2 separate regions of the Sus scrofa genome follow, and region 1 is linked to region 2. Evidence: chromatin contacts called from public HiChIP or PLAC-seq data. All regions are on one chromosome and are shown on one strand. Each heading gives the region's core, a stretch centred on a gene start, on an enhancer-like site or on the middle of the called end of the contact. The rest is flanking DNA. Distances are from core to core; before and after follow the strand shown.

The links. HiChIP or PLAC-seq counts read pairs in DNA pulled down with a chosen protein or histone mark.
Region 1: an H3K27ac HiChIP or PLAC-seq map of alveolar macrophages shows a contact between it and region 2. The contact joins two enhancer-like sites. A contact is called at or near these places in 1 of 47 Hi-C or Micro-C datasets (fetal heart ventricle) and 1 of 2 datasets of contacts at active chromatin or transcription factors (alveolar macrophages).

Annotation. Positions count from the first base shown.
Region 1 is chr16:3,750,607-3,754,462 of Sscrofa11.1, reverse strand. TRIO (triple functional domain protein) reads right to left here. Exons shown (of 56, transcript XM_021077142.1): 9 at 689-811. Among named protein-coding and RNA genes, the nearest start is that of TRIO, 62 kb to the right of the region's middle. Within about 2 kb of position 2,337, at least 6 of the 83 cell types and tissues checked have an H3K27ac peak or open chromatin away from gene starts, as enhancers often do.
Region 2 is chr16:3,562,114-3,566,065 of Sscrofa11.1, reverse strand. No RefSeq gene overlaps it. Among named protein-coding and RNA genes, the nearest start is that of TRIO, 130 kb to the left of the region's middle. Within about 2 kb of position 2,310, at least 69 of the 83 cell types and tissues checked have an H3K27ac peak or open chromatin away from gene starts, as enhancers often do.

The DNA.
Region 1 (3,856 bases), core at 1,088-3,587, 190 kb before region 2:
ACCTCAGAAAGGTGAAGAGACTTTTCCAAAGCCACAGAGCTGGTGAGCTTGAGCCAACATTCAAACTCCACAAATCCCAGGCTCTGAACATACCATATCCCCTGCCTCCTGTTTCTGACGCACATATACTGAAAGAAACAGAAAAGGGACAAGAAATGCTGGCCCTTCATCACAGAAATGCAAGTAGGACTGTTATTCTCTGATTATGAATTGGAATTTCACAAACTCGTCAACAGACCCTGGAACAATAAACATGGCAAAAACATCCAAGACATCTTTCTTTTTTTTTTTCTTTTTATGGCCGTACCTGTGGCATATGGAAGTCCCCAGGCTAGGGGCTGAATGAGCTACAACTGCCAGCCTACACCACAGCCCGCAGCCAGATCCTGACTGGGGCCAGGGATCGAACTGAATCCTCAGGGACACTGTGTTGGGTTCTCAACCCACTGAGCTACAATAGGAACTCCGAAGACATTTTTCTGTTTTAAGAACATTATATTTTACAAAAGGATCACCTGACTAAATCATCTTTCTGCCCAGGCAATGACAGCTTCACTCTGAAATCTGGGCATCATCTCTGAGTCGCCTTCAAACACGCCTTGCTAATGTTAACTCGGCTCAGATGGGGTTAAAACTAATTCAAAGTTTAGGCATTTGCGGGAGGAAACAGTGAAAGCCATTGTTTTACCTGTGCCACCTCTTCAAAATCTTCATGACGTTTCTGCAAAGCTCTGGCCCGATGGAGAGACTTTCCCACACCTGTATGTTTGCTCAGAAATGCTTCTCCGTGGTTCTCAATCCAGTCCAGCACCTGTAATGAAATACAGATACAGATGCCATAAAAACAATGCCTGCTTTATTCAGTGTGTTAGGCCATCCTCTGAAGATACATCTATTACCAAAACTCTGTAAGAACAAGAAGCACAGGAGAAAAGGAAGTTGGGAGCAATGGGACATTAATCTAACATGTTGAAATTAAAACAAATTACATCTTCTGTCAGCTTTCCCACCATGATTTTAAGCTCTTACTTTAAAAGTGCAAATCTATCCATGTATAAACCTTGCATGAAATCATGATTAAATTAAATCTCACCTCACTTTAGGCATGACTGGGCCACCAAAACTGCCTGGTTTTGCATAAGACAGAGGCTACCAAGCCACAGAGGAGCGGGTTAATTCAACACCATTATAAGGCTCAAAACTTCACAGCAGGCAATTCAAGTTTAACTACAGAGTTAATGTTTTTCTCCTCTTGAGAAGACTCAAAACATTTAAGTAAAACCCAGGAAAACAAAACACTTAAATGCCTCTGTCTTAGTCTTTGAAGATAATTTATTCTATAAACTAAGCTGTTGTGAAAGCTAAGCATTGCATGAACTTAATTACTTGTAAGTTCTTAGTTGAAATTCACACTAAAGAAAAGGAGTAAAAGTAAAGCAGGGAAACCCAATGCTCTTATTTATTGGGGTGGGGGGAGATGCCACACCCATGGCATGTGGAAGTTCCCAGGACCGGGGATCGAACCCATACCAGGGCATCAACCCATGCTGCTTCGGTGACAACAAGGATCCTTAATCCACTACATCACAAGAGAACTCAAATCCAATGTTTTCATGTTCGCAGTTGGGACTGAGTAGTTCACTGACTACCGTACTTGAAAAATTGCAAAACACTATCAAACAAAAGATTTACACTACATCAAATACACACTTTGTCTCTTTCTGATGGAGACGGGATAACTAGCAAAAAACTAAGTCAGTAATGTCTTTAGCTAAAAACTAAAAGGTATTATTATCTAAATATCTGAAGACATTTGTTAATGTGCTGCAAAACTACTGAAGGCCACCTCGAGGTTACAGCAAGGTTACAGCTTATAACCATGGTAACTAAGCTCAGAGATCAAGATGATTTTGAACTATAGAACTAAGTAAGGCTGCACAGCTAGGACAGTGTCCAGACAGCTAGGAAGTGGACCAGACACACTACTCCACTAACAGCAAAATGAAAGAGGCAGTAGGGTTGGGGGGTGTAACTTACAGCATAAGGTGTATAGTCAATAATATTGTGATAACTCTGTTTGAGGAGAGGTGGATACTAAATTTATCATGGTAATCATTTCATAATGTATGCAAATGTTGAATCACAACACAGTACACCTGACACTCACCTAGTATTGCATGCCAACTCTATTTCAATTAAAAAATAAATAAACGGGGCCTTCATTTGAGGTTCGTTGCTATAAAAAGAATCCCTCGCCCTTTGTTCCCTGCACTGTAGAGAGATCAGCTGTGCTGACAGACAGCAAGAGGCAACTGTTAAAGCCAGAGCCTGCCATCCAGGGACAAGTGGATTGGTCCTTCTCTGCTCCAAATCAGTGATCTTTCTGGTCTGACTGAAGGACCTCTCTGCATAGCGCTGAGCAAAGGCAGTAGTTCATGTAAATAAAAAGGCTTGAGAACCTGAACAAACCTCCAGTGGTCCTTGCAGAATGAGCAAAAGTGTGAGTGTAAGTATGTGTGTGTGAGCACGCCCACGTGAGGGCGGGGTACGGAGGTCAAGCCTTGCAGTGAGGGCTCAGGATAAAGGTGTAAGTTTACCTTGTTACTAGAGTCCACACCTGAACTTCTCTGTCAACACCACCATTCGGCTAGTCAGCAGGGTCGCACTGTCAGAGTAACTCCTACTGGATCTCTTCGTATTCCATCCATCAACCCAGCCTCCATCCTCCTGAAAGCTCCCTGTTTACCCTTTATGTTAGCCTCCCTGCACCACAGACATAGGCTATCCTTTCTGAGCTGCAGCTTCGTAGCTGCTCAGGGGGGACTGGAACGCTGGGAGCTGTCAATTACATCTACATCTAGCACCTCAACATCCCGTGTGGCAAGAACATAGCACACATGCCATCGGCACCCATAAACTGGAACGTGGCACTTTCCATCTAATGTTAAGCTCTTTGCAATGAGTATGCCATTGCATTTTAAATAGCACACTTAGTACTTTTCTTCCTTGAGATCAAAAAGAGAGAAAGAGCATTCAGTATGACCAGTATGTAGTACTGCCACATGCACTACCTGACTTCTAGCTGCTGACTTGTTGGTATGACAGTCTCTCAGTACATATTATAAAATGCAGGTCCCATTTCACTCCTAAAGAAATGCCCAATGGCAACTTCAAAATATCTCAACTTAAAGAACAGATACAATTATTGGAATGTGCCTCTGGGCATGAGGCCAGTACCAGGCAGAAGACAAAGATCAACTATATTAAGACTGAAAAGAGATCAGAGATAAACAAGTGCACTCATGCTCTGTCCATGTCACATCTGCAGAAAGGGCTAGGAGACTTTTTTTTTAATCTACGCCTATAGTAGGTTTTGTATATTTCTCAAAAGTACTGTAAAAAGAAAAATCAAGGTTTGGTAAACAGCAAACCTGATGATTACTGATCACTCAATACAGACTTGAAATAAGGGCACAATTTCTAAAAGAAACACTATTTGTAGAAAGTGCTAGAGGAAGCAAAATATAGCCTTCTTTAAAAAATAAAAATTTGTTTTTTAAGCAAAAGAAAAATGTTTCAGGAAGCATACATTGGAAATAACAGCTATTATGAACCAACCACTCAGGATTACAAATGGATTACAATTTTTCTTTTATTAGATGTTCCTTTAGACAGAATTATAAATACCAGGTGAAATTATATTTCCTACAAACATGAAAGTAATTCAAGGAACAATGTACAAATTCCACGCACTTTTTAAAAACAGTAGCAGACAATTATGAAATCTAGCTCATATTCAAAACCAAACTTCCCCTTAAGGCTTTTGCTTCTCTTAAGTCTGAGAACATTTCCCAGA
Region 2 (3,952 bases), core at 1,061-3,560:
TTTCATTTAAAGGAGTTCATGTTTTTTCCTAAACCTTTCCTTTCTGCAGGGACCTCATGGGGGAGGAGCGGGGGGCACTGGAGAGTACATTAACCCCAAGCTGACTGTGTAGAGTCAGCGTCTGTCATTCCCAGCCACAACCAATCTGTTAAAATGACTCCAAAATAACTCCGCCTGGTAAAGATGAAGAAAGCGAGGGTAAAAAGTACTACGCCAGGTATATCTAAGAGCACTGCTAAGTTCTGCCTCTGACCATCGCCCTCCCGCTGCAAATTGCTACTTGTGACCCGGATTATCGAAATGATCTCACCGAATCTGGGGAATGGATTTTGAAAGAGGCCACGAAGAAATGTGAGCCGCCGGCCTCCGGCGCGCGCCCCATCGCAGGCCGCTCCCCCGACGTCCCCGGCCCCGCGGTCCTCCCAGGAGCCTCCACCAGCACCCCGCACGCGCCCTGCGCCCGCCCGGCCACCCCGGCCCCGACCTGGCCCGCCCTCCAGGGCTCTCCAGCGCGGAGTCTGCATCCTCTCCGCCCCGCGACTAGCCAGCTGGGCACTGCGCTCTGGGCCGCGGGCCCCGAGGCCGCCGCCGCGCGAGCAGACCGGACTGAGCGCGGGGACGCGGGGCGCGGGGACGCGGGACCGGCTCACGCGGGATCTGGGCCCGGGCGGGAGGAGGCGCCGCCGCCTGGGTCCGGGGGACGCCCTGTCACGCCTCCCGCGCCTCCTCCCCACGGACCCGAGGCAAAGCTGGCCTTTCCCGTGGCCACCCCCTCCTCGCCCAAGAGACACCGGGCCACCTGGCACTCCCTCGTAGGCAGTGCCCCAGGAGTGCCCGGCCCCGCGCCGCCCCCTGGGGCCACGACGTTCCCAGATGCCCCTTCCGAGCCGCCCCCGAAGACAATGGCTCACCCACCGCCCGGCCGGCCGCGCTTCATTTTCTGCCGCCACCTCCCCCCTTCCCTGGGCGGCAGATATTATGGCTGCCCGTTTCACAGAAGTGTAGATCGAGGCTGGGGAGGTGACAGGCTAGAGTACCGGGCGAAGAAACCCGCTGCATAAGGGACTGGGGAGGGGCCAGGTACAAATCGGCCACGGAGACCGACCCAGAGTAGAGCCCGCTTTTCCCGGCCTGGCCCCTCCGCCCCCGTCCGGCCGGCCTTCGGGGCAGGGGCCTCCGCCCTCGCCGTCCCCGCCGCCGCCTCCTCGGCCCTCCCGCGAAAGAAACAAAGAGCCGGCGCCCCAACCCGAAGAACTGTAGCCGCCGGGGCGGGCGACGGTGAGATTTTGCCCTGGAACGAGGGGCGGGCGCAGGAAAGGCGAGCCGGCGGTGCCTGGGTCTAACAGCGGCGCTTGGGGCAGCGTGGGGTGCCGGACCCGCGGGTTTGGGGCCGGGAGCCCCGGCGCCGGGCAGTGGCCTGGCGAGCGCGCGCCGGGACCGAACGACAGGCGAACACCGGGCGCGCCGGGGCCCGCGGACCGCGCCTCCACGGCAGGGGTGGCGGAGCGCGCGGGCAGCGGCAACAGTTGCACTCACCGGATCGGAAGAAGGCCGCGATGTCGGCCAGGTCCTTGGCCGCCTCTTCTGCCCCTTCGCCGGCGCCGCCCCCGCAGCCCGAGCCCGCCGCGCTGGCCGTGGCGGCGGGGCCGGAGGACGCGGCGGGGGCGGCAGCGCCGCCGCTGCTGCTGCCGCTCATGGCTGCGGCAGCGCCCGCGGCCGCGCCCGGCTCGGGCCCCGCGTCCCTAGCGCCGCGCGCCGCCCGCTCCGCGCCCGGCCTGGCGGCGCCGATCGCCCAGCTGCCCCGGCCCGGCGCGTGGACGCAGAGCCCCGGGGCGGCGGCGGCGGCGGGCGGCGGCGGCGGCGGCGGCGGCTCGGCCTGAGGAGCGCGCCCACATAGACGAGGACTCCGCCCGGGAGCCGCGAGCCGGCGGTGGGGCGAGGGCGCGGAGCCACGGCCTCGGCGGCGCCGGCCGGAGCGCGGGCAGTAACGCGCGCCGCGCTGAACACGCAATCTCGAGGGCGGGGGCCCGTGGCCGGCGGGAGCTCCGGGATCACGGGCGCCGGCGGCAGCCGCGAGCCTCCATCTTGATTTCAAATGGGGAAGGAAGGAGGGGGAGGGGGGAAATCACGGCTGAGGGAACCCGGGTGAAAGGAAAAGGGAGAGCAGGGAAAGGAGAGGAAGGAAAAAAAGAGGGGCTTCGGGAATTTCCGGCGAGAATCGTCAGGGGCCCGAGCTTGGGCTCGGCGGGTGGGCGGGGCCTGCAGTGGGCCGGGCCTGGCAGGAGGGGCGGGGCCGCACCCGGTGCCGGGAGCTGAGAGAGCTCAAGCGTTCCGCCTGGTCCCTCTCCTGCTCCGGCAGCTGCAACCCTGGGGAGGTGCCGGAACGCTCTAACCAGCGGAGGCGGTTTCCAGGCCCGGCGTTGCGCCCCCAGCCGGGCGCTCTCTCCTGCTGCGTGAGACCGACCTCCGAGCACTCGAGCTGTTTATCTCGCCCGCGGGTTCGGCTGACTCCGGCACAAGGCCGGCGTGTTTCTCGATGGCGCAGCGCGGGCACTGGCACGTAGTCGGGGTTCCATAGTAGTTGTGGAATGAAGAGAGAGAGCATGAAAACGGCGTGTATATACTCCAGTCCCGGAGCGAGGAGGACAAGCCTCTGAACTCTTGGAGGACGTCTGCTCGCCTGTAACATGACATTCCGGACTCTGGCTCCTCAGTCCCTACTTCACCGAAATGGAGAGAATAGGGAAGGTGATAGTGGCTGAAGAGACCAAAGGAAATTAGGGGTAGATGACATTCAGCTTTACGGCAGATCCGTGTCAAGCCAGCATCTGACAAATATTCAAGTACAAACCGCCTCTGAGGTGGCTGCAAGCGAAGTGGCCAGAAGGTATGGGTGTCAGAGGTTAAAGGATCCAATGCTGCCAAAAGCAAGGAGAGCCCGAAACAAGACTGTTAAAAAAAAAAAAAATGGTGGATGAAACCACTGTACATGTATATTAGAAATGAACAATTAAGTACATGAATGGCGGGTGGTGGATACCAGGTTTTTCATTGTAAATGAGGAAGGCTAGAATGATCTATCTGGTACAGGGTTGGACACATGAGTATGAACTCATGTTTAGCTTAATATAGACACAGATGGATATATAAAAAGACTTACAGATATGTGTATATCTACATATGTTTCCTTGCTCTGTCAGCTAAGTGGGCTTAGAAATAATACTCCTATAGCAGGATACACACCTGACACTCAGATCTTGTTATTAACATCATTCTTCAATAAAAGGAACCCAGGCTCCTCAGGGAAATGGCTGACTCTAGGACTGGGGCAGAAAATGTACAAGAGAGCATGGAGCATCTTGTGCCAGAAGGTAAGGAAGTGCTCAAAAAAATTTTTTTTAACTAACAACCAGAGCAATGATGGGGAAGGGAAGGTCTGTCAAAAGGACAAAGGAACCAATTGAAAGCTCCCAGTGACCAAAGCTAGAACAATGTGAGCGGCAAAATAAATAAGGCAATGCTTGGTTATTCCAGTTATTCCCAAACTATAAAATAAATATCCATGAATCTGATATAATTCAGTGACTGAATAAGTCATTGAGCATGAAGAGAGAAGAGACATTCCAATGCAGAATTCCAAATCATTTGGAATTTCAAAGAGATGGGCTAGAAGTCCCCTCTCCTTAACTATGAGCCACACCCTAGTGACTTCCTCCCAGAGTACAAAATGGAAAGAGGGAGAAGACAGACGAGCACTGCTTCAGCCACGTGATCAAGGTTAACAACAGTGATAAATCATGTGGATGGTATGTACCTTCAGTATGATTTAGTGAAAATGACACCTTACCTCTGTGATCTTCCTCCCCAAAATACCTTCTAATCATGAGAGAAACACCAGACATCCCAGTTGAGGAACATTTCTAGAAAGGACGTGACCAGTATTCCCCTAGAC